Regions from separate parts of the Gossypium hirsutum genome. Here region 2 is linked to region 1. The links are chromatin contacts, called in public Hi-C maps. All regions are on one chromosome and are shown on one strand. Each heading gives the region's core, a stretch centred on a gene start, on an enhancer-like site or on the middle of the called end of the contact. The rest is flanking DNA. Distances are from core to core; before and after follow the strand shown. Region 1 holds the start of LOC107916662 (diacylglycerol kinase 5). Region 2 holds the start of LOC107952361 (G-type lectin S-receptor-like serine/threonine-protein kinase SD1-1).

Region 1 (4,481 bases), core at 1,039-3,538:
ACCGATGTGAACTAACAATTAATAAAATAAACTAGACGAGTCAAGTAAGCATCATCCTACCCAACCAAAAGAAAAAGGCAGGTTGTTTCCAGTTCCCAGAGGCACTGTAGCAACTGGAGGTGGATGAGGCAGTTTAAGATCGGATATTACACCAAGAAGCCAGCCAGCTGTGCCATCGCCACCTGCAACCTAGCAAACAGCCTAAGCAATTTAGACATCAACTGCGCCATGTATAACATAGACACACTCTACATATACACATGTATGTATGTGATGTAACATGTAAATTAGTAAAGGCAGACAAAAAACCTGACAGTAAACATAAACATATACTTAAGATGTCAACTCACGATTATTCTCAAGCTACTCTCAATAGCTGAAGCAAAACCATCTCCACGCTGCTTAAGTGATCCCAAAGTGGCATAAATTTGGTGTAGCACCTTATCAGGTTTCGTCTCTCCCAAATCAAAAACCTGAAGATCAATCAGTCGAGTTTAATTCAAAAGGTGGATCTTTATAGTCACACTTGCATTATCCTTTAAGGCAGGAAGATAATACCTGGTTGGTGTTAAGAACAGAACGATATGTAGAAAGAAGATTCCCTCCAAGCTGTCCACCACTTTTGGAGTTGATAAAGACTAAGACTGGACAAGAAGGTACACACGGTGGTTTCTTTGCTTCTGATTCAGGAACAAGTATATAATTTGGGATGTAGTATTCACTCAATATATGGTTCAACATACTATCGCCCATGATTGTGTCCCAACTGCAGGTCATATATGTAAGGAAAGATAAAAAAGTTAGAATACTGCTACAAGTACACAGTTATCATGCTGGTGTATCAACCCTGTGCATCAGTATCAAAAGCTATGCAACATAAACTTGCTGAAAAACATATCGATAGGCCAAAAAAACTTAAGCCACTCTTTGAGCACCTTAGAACTGCCATGAAAATCCTTTCTCCTTTTAGCTTAGATAGAATTATGGTGGGAAAGATAAATGCATAAAAACTAGAAAACAAATATAGCTAAGCATGCAATTCTTATTGCATTGCACCAAAGATAATGACATAATCAACTAAATTTGGGAATTCAATCGAACAGGGAGAAGATTCCAATATGCGCTGATCTAAACAATGGAATGAGCAGAAGCTAAACCCGACTATCACTTTAACTTAATTAAACTAAATTAAATTAAACCATATGCATTAATAATTAGCAACAAACAACAGTTAAACCTTCTAGAAAAAAAACTACGAATATCTCTAGCCATGAGCTGCGATTCCAAGGACAATTCTACCAAGCCCTTTCCAGGGAAAAATGACAAATTTCTAATCAATGCCATTCTTCTCAAACAAAAAAAGGATCAGAGAAAACAAAACTATAATATGCAACACAAGTTAAACGTAAATCATTAAATTTATGCTTAGTTCCACTTCGTTGACCCTCAGTTTTCTCTCTATCATACACTGAACCAGCTGATATAAGCTAAAGAGAACACATAAATGAACTGAAAATCTTCAAAACAAAGAAAAAAAGAAAAACTAAATTCAAATAAGCATTTCTTTTTCGCTCATTTCGCTCGCTCTTTAACTCCTCCTTCAGAAAACAATTAAAGAAAGCTCAAATCTCTCAAAATTCAAAATTCTTTGTTTCTCTTGGCTTTTCCTTCACTTCCCTCTCTTCTATCATGAAACATATACGAAAACTAGCTCAAAATTCTCAAATGCGTGCTTCCCCTGTTTTTCCCTCCTTTTTTTTTTCTCTCTTCAACAATAGTAATAATAACGCAAAAAAAGAGAGGAAAATATCTAATACACGTCTTCTTTTGGCTCTAACTTTTGGTTTTAAATAAATCAAACAGAATCAAAGCAAGAAATATCTACGTTCTTCATACAAATAAATGTACACAAGTTTAAATTATAAAAAGAAAAAAGAAGCAATGATGCTTTACTTGATGAAGAAAGAAACAGTAACGTACTGCAGAGGAAGATAAGGAAGATAACCCGTAGGAATCAATCAAAGCTGGAGATTGAAAAAGCAAATCAACAAGTCTTCATCGTCTTTTTGAAACTTTTTTTAATCGCAAATATTCGAAACGCGGATCGGTTGGGAGATGAGATCAAGTGTGAATCAGAAGACAAATAACTAAAGTGCAAATAAATAAGAAATTACAAACAAAGAAGGGAGAAGCTTCGGTTTTCCCTATCGTTCCAGTGGCAGCCGTCGTCCTTTTTTGTCTTAAATTGTCGTCGTTTTAGACGTTTTACCATTTCAAATGTGTTTGGCCAACTGACAAAATGGAACGACCCCGGGGTACGACCATTTAAGTCGTTAACCAACGCTTAGTGATTCGATGCGGCCGGGTCCAGTACTTACTGAAAAGGAAGAGAACGGGAGAGTGACGCGTCATCTAAGGGCGGAAATCGGGAAAGATGATTGGTTGATTTAGTTTGGGACAGTAACGAGTAGGCAGAGTGAATTGGAAAAAACATCCAATGAAGTCGTTAGGATATATCAGATATGCCATTTTCCTATTCAAAAAATTTATTTATATTCTTAAGAAAAGTCATAAAAAAAAGAAAGAGTCTTAACTATTTATTGAGTTTTTTAAATATATTATTTTATTTTAAGGTTAATATTTGATATATTATTATCGAATTTTTTTAATTTTACAAATAAAATAAAAATATTATCACATGTCTTATTCCTTTTGTAATTTTAGTATGAGTATGTGTTACATTTTAAATTTTATCTGTGGAATTTAAGATTTTCAAAATAAATAATAAAATGATTTAAACAAATTTTTGGGATTTTAAAAATTCATTAATAATTTTTATAAGAAATAAATGATATTTTGTGAAGATAATGCAATGATTTCATACAACATTTTCTGGTAGTGTAGTTTTGAGTTGATTTTAACCGAAAATCTGAAATGAGGGAATGAAGTGGCGACTTCGTTCTTGTTATTACATTTTCTTTTTTTTGTTTATGGTTGTCACTTTCAAGATCCCTTCAATTTGAGCCAACGATGGGCCCATAAATTTGTTAGATAAGCCTCTTTTCTCTATCTAAGAAATGGCCCAATCTATTTGTTTCCAAACTTTTGGATAAAAGTGTTCATATATTGAATTTGACAGTCATCTTGAAATTTTGGACTTAACTAGGGATAAAAACAAAACAAATTCGATGGGTTTTTTTCGAAATCGGATTCCGATGGGTGAAATTTTAAAAAAAGATTTTGTTGGGTTTTGATGAAAGTTGGATTTGAGGTGATATCCAAGTTATTTATAAAAATGCCCTTAAAATCTATCTACTTATATTTAAGGAGTTAATAAGTTAGTGTCACCCTTCAATCATATTTCAATTCAATTGAGCAATTATTAAAATCATTCTTTCATAAAATAATAACCATTATTGTAGGGATATTTTTGTTTTTTTTAAATCATGTGAAATCTAGAAAATGTGCTTTATGGGATCTACATTCAAAACATCATATTTTTCATTGTCTTTTATCATTTCAACTAAAACTTTATTGGAAAATATTTGGTACCAATGGATCTTTTAGACTCCACAAACAAGGTCAAAGGATTGACAAGTGTCCGATAGAGTTATAGTAAAATATTAAAAATAATAAATATTTAAAAAAAGAATACACGTGACATTTTTTTAATGAAAGAAATATGAAAAAAAAATCACTGGGATTAGGTGATATGGTAAATGTCTCTCTTACCTTAACCAGTGGTCATGATTCAATTTTCACCCTAAATATGAAGCAACTTTAAAACTCGTAGTCAATGTCTATTCTTTTAAAAGACTTACAAAATGCTGATAATTAATCATTAAGCTCACTCCAATAAATACCTAACAATATAGTAACCATCATGTTGAAAGTATTGACATGCTTAAGATTCAAGCACTATGAAAACCATTCTCTATTTTTGAAGTTAGAGGTATAAACTCGGTTTACAGCGGAGAACACTTCTAAATTTGGACTACATACCTTCCATTACACTTCATTCAAGGAGCCAAGTAATTCATTGTTATTCCTTATCTATTATTGGTAATAATAGTTTTTAATGATAATTTTTTTTGGTACATTCAAAATTTTCCTTGGATCAATCAAGTCTTGATATCTTTTATCCAAAATCCAATAATCTCAGTTGAATTATTATATTGATACTAAAATCCCAGTTGAATTATTAGAATAATGCTAAAATCCCACCAACACAATTTGAAATTATTTTTTTGAAGGACAATATATACAGTGGAAAGACAAAATATATATATATTTCTCTTGAATAATTGGCCAATGTGCATCAGCAAGTCTTTGTTTACAAATGGGAATGATAAGGAAGCAAGTTCCATGCATTGGACTAATCTTTACCTAATGAATATAATATTACAAATAATTAAAAGGAATAAACTCCTTTTTCTAACCAATAATTAATATTTTCTGTATGTGCCAAAATTTAGATACAT
Region 2 (4,481 bases), core at 1,295-3,794, 290 kb after region 1:
TTTCCTTTCAGATAAAGCAAAGATCCCAGGGAATATAAATTTTAATGTTGAGTTCTTTCTTCTCTAATGTTCCCTACCCACATATCGGTCCAAAAGTTCACAATAGAACCATCTCCTAATTGATCACAAATATTAGCAAGAAAGCATCCTCCAAACTGATTCTAATTAGACGATGATCAAGTGTCCCACCAAACCCAAGATTTATGTCGAGATGCCAGATTTGTAGGGAGGAGATTATTAGCCCAATTTTCATACTAGGTGTTAATCACCTGTTTACAAAGACCAATTCTTTCTATGCCAAACCTCCACAAAAAAATTGAAAATCGCCCATTAAAATTTTCAAAATAAATTATTTTATATAAAATAAATGAATCTCTATCTTCTAATAAAAACCTCACAAAAATACTTTCAAGTGAATTTGCCTAATTTGGTAAAAATTCTCCTTTCTTTTCAAATTTTATTGATTAATATTTAGAAATTTTAGAATTTAGAATTTAGAATTTTCTTATGATAGTTTATAATCTATATGCAAGATTTAGTTTATTTATTAAATGATTTTGGGATATTTAAAATTACTTACATCTTAATTAGGTAATTGTTTTTAAAGGTTAACTAATACAAATCCTTCAAAAAATTAAGATTGATTGTATTTATATAATCTTAATTTCTTAAATATTGATTAAAAATGTAGCGTTCTTATTTAAAATTTGTTGTTGATAGCGTGATTATTGTGAATCTTGTGTTTGAAAAAAATATACACTTCAATTTTTTTTTTGTGAAAGAAAATTATTAGTTGTTTGTTAGTTTCATAAAAACCTTTGTGTTTATGATTTAGATTTATTTGTTTTAAATATTTAACAAGAATGAAAAATATTTTAAAAGAATGTTTACTAGTAAAATAAAGGAAGAGCAACAAGAAAAAAGTGAGCAAACCAATTTGAAAAAAAAATTAAAAGAGTCAAATTGAATTTAGCATTTCAAGCCTTTTGGTCAATCCGAGCAAGTACCTTTTCTTATAGTTATTGTTTCAATAATTTTGTAATTATTTTACATTTAATTATATACATTCGATTTATCAAAAGTTAATATTATGTATTAATTTCTTTGAGTTTTATAAACGTATTAATTTTTAATAAACCAATGGACACTGCTTTATCCAACAAAAGGCTAAGAGCCTCCGCCACCAAATTGAAAAGCAAGGGGGAGAGTTGACAACCTTGCTTAAGTCCTCGATTGATAGACAATCAATAGGTGGGAGAACCATTAACTAAAATATAAACGGAAGCTGTTGATATGCACGTGTAAATCCTTGATCACCAACGCGCCCCGAAGCCCATTATTTGCATAACAAAGTCCAAAAAGGCCCAATCAATTGTGTTGTAGGCCTCGTTGAAGCACCCAGAAAAGCAACTAATTGATGCATTAGTGGCTCATTAAAAGTAAAAAACTAATAGTTTTTATCATTTTAATTTTTATTTTTTTTAAGTTAAAATTTGATCTTATATATTTTAAAAAGAGTCAAATTATTATTATTTTAACTAAATTACTTTCTAAACCATTAAAATTTTAAATATGATAATCTGCATAGCAATTTACATGTATTTAATACTACTTTTTTATATTTTTTATGAACTATTTATATATAATTTTTATTTTTTTGAATCTTTTGTAATTTTATAATTATTTCATAAAGTACACATAAATTACTATATAGGTTACCACATCAACATCATTAAAAAGTTAATATTTTAATAAATATTTTTATTAAAAAAATATGATTTGACTTCTTTTAAAAAATAAGAGTTAATTTAATTTAAAAAAATAAAAATTAAATTGATAGAAAAAATATAAACATTAAAAGATAAAATTATCATTATATTTTTTCTGAAAAAAATGCAAGGGTTAATAATCAATTAAATGCTTGTCCTATTGGAAAACAGGGGTAGACCCTAGATGTTACTGTTGGACCTGACAGGCCAACTAATGGCATTAAATTTGCTGTCAAAGTGGAGAGAAGGTGAAGGATTTGATCAATTCAATTGAAAATTTATAATTACATAGAAAGTGGAGTTGATAATTTGACAATTCTTAGGAACATTTAACAATGAGATATTAGTCGCAAAAGCATATGCCTGTACAAGCTCCGACGCATCAAGGGTTCTAGATACCTTAAAAAAGAAAACTGGGTAACTTTTTAAAGTTAATGTATAGTTGAAAGCAATTATTGTAATGAAATAGGTACAAATCTGCATTATAATCCATTTAAGAGTAAATGTTATTTGCCTTGCAATTTTCTTTATATGCCTGCAGTTGTCAAGATTGAAGTTTGTTTGAGAGCCCATTTGCATCAATGTGTTTTTGGATAAGCTTAGACATTATAGTTAAATGGAAAGGTGGTTATTTTATATCAGCATCATGCATTAATTTTTCATTAAATGCATGAAAAAGTTGATCAAGTCTACGTTGATTCCATGTGGGAGCCTGGTAGGCTAATTAACACTGATTTGTATAAGTGGATTGAGATATTTATTAAATGCTTGGCACTCTTCAGAAAATAGAATTTGCATTGAATCTTCATTGAACTACTAAAATTATTAAGGTCTGCTTTAAGCTCTCGGGCTGATAAATGCAGCTTATTCTCTTTTTTTTTTTTTTTAAGATATCAGTAGTTTCATATTGAATTATGGAGAGAAAATCAACTGAAGGTTTTGGAAGGTGTTTTTTGTTGGCTTATATGCTAGTATTTGTCTTGGCAGCCTCTGCTGCAACAGATAATATTACTCCAGGCCGATCTATCAGAGATGGGGAAGCTCTAGTTTCAAGTGACGAAACTTTTGAATTGGGATTCTTCAGTAGCCCAGTTAATTCAACAACACGTTACCTAGGAATATGGTACAAAGTTTCTCCTGAGACTGTCGTTTGGATAGCCAACCGCGAGGCTCCTCTTCTCGATCATTTCGGAGTTTTAAATGTCACTAAGGAAGGTAGTATTATTCTCCAGGATAAGAAAACTGGCATTATATGGTCATCCAATAGAACAAGAACTGCTGAAAATCCAGTTCTGCAGCTCTTGGACTCTGGAAATCTTGTCGTAAAAGATGGAAACGACAGCGGCTCGGCAAACTTATTATGGCAAAGCTTTGATTATCCTTGTGATACCTTACTGCCAGGGATGAAGCTTGGGAAGAGTTTCATTACAGGAATGAACTGGTCTCTATCATCTTGGAAGGGCCTCAATGATCCTGCCCCAGGCCGGTTTTCGGCCTTGATAGAACCCGAGGGGTTTCCCCAGCTAGTTGTGAGAAATGGAAGTGCAATCTTTTACAGAGGAGGGTCATGGAATGGGGAAAGGTTTACGGGGACTCCTGATCTAAAACAGGTTGAATCATCTAACCTATTCAAGTTTACATTTGAGTTGAATAAGAATGAGGTGTACTACAGAGGTGAGCCCTATCCTTCATTGATTTCAAGGTTAGTTGTGAATCAATCAGGCTTTTTGCGGCGCCTAGTGAGAACGAAACAATCGCAATCTTGGATTGAGATCTATTTTGCTCCTCTCGATGAATGCGACCATTATGCTGTATGTGGTCCATATGCTAGCTGCAGCACCAACAACTGTGCTTGTTTGGATGGATTTGAACCAAAGTACCCTACAGAGTGGGATCATTCAAAATGGTCTGGCGGATGCGTTCGAAAGACTGAATTGGCTTGTCAAAATTCTGTCTTTACGAAGTATAATGGGTTGAAATTACCTGACACATCGAATTCTTCTTTTGATGCAAGCATGAGCCTTAAGGAATGCCAAGAGAAGTGTTCAAAGAACTGCTCTTGCATCGCCTATGCAAATTCAGATATCAGAAATGGAGGTAATGGATGCTTGCTGTGGTTCGGTGACCTTATTGATATGAGAATATACCCTGACGGTGGGCAAGATCTCTACGTACGGATGGCCAATTCAACATTAGGTATCATCTCGAATTTAAACCGATTATTTTTTATCATAACCGTTCGAGAAGCTAATTGTTCAGTTACAATTCTGATGTTTCAGGTCACCTCGTTGCAAGCAAAAACTTGAGTAAAAACAAGATAGTAGCCATTATTGTAATCGCGGTCATATTAGTTGGACTGATTTTGGGAGGATTAATTTTCTTCTTGAGATGGAAGAAACTCAGAAAGCAAGGTAAGTAACTAAGTTTAGGAACTAATGTCTATCAATTACGAGAAATGAAGCTCTATTGATGTTTGATACGTATTTATTATTATTTGATCATTTGGTTTTGATAGTAGAGATTTTTACTTCAATTTGATTAATGTATAAAGCTGAAGGTGGAAAGGATGACATGGAGTTACCGGTATTTGATTTAAGCACCATTGTGAAAGCCACTGATAACTTCTCCGATGATAATAAGCTAGGACAAGGTGGTTTTGGACCTGTTTACAAGGTAAATTTAAGAAAATATACCCAGATGAGCTATCCCTTT

Evidence for each region. A called contact is a pair of places that touch in the nucleus more often than the background predicts.
Region 2: a Hi-C map of leaf shows a contact between it and region 1, with 2.7 times the contacts expected there. The contact joins the promoter of LOC107952361 here to the promoter of LOC107916662 in region 1. A contact is called at or near these places in 4 of 34 Hi-C or Micro-C datasets (callus, hypocotyl and leaf).

Annotation. Positions count from the first base shown.
Region 1 is chrA01:8,922,185-8,926,665 of Gossypium_hirsutum_v2.1, forward strand. It overlaps LOC107916662 (diacylglycerol kinase 5), which reads right to left and starts at 2,289. Exons shown (of 13, transcript XM_016845986.2): 1 at 1,954-2,289; 2 at 559-766; 3 at 351-473; 4 at 61-189. The coding sequence starts at 753.
Region 2 is chrA01:9,208,964-9,213,444 of Gossypium_hirsutum_v2.1, forward strand. LOC107952361 (G-type lectin S-receptor-like serine/threonine-protein kinase SD1-1) reads left to right here and starts at 2,545. Exons shown (of 7, transcript XM_041075846.1): 1 at 2,545-3,965; 2 at 4,049-4,180; 3 at 4,321-4,442. The coding sequence starts at 2,684.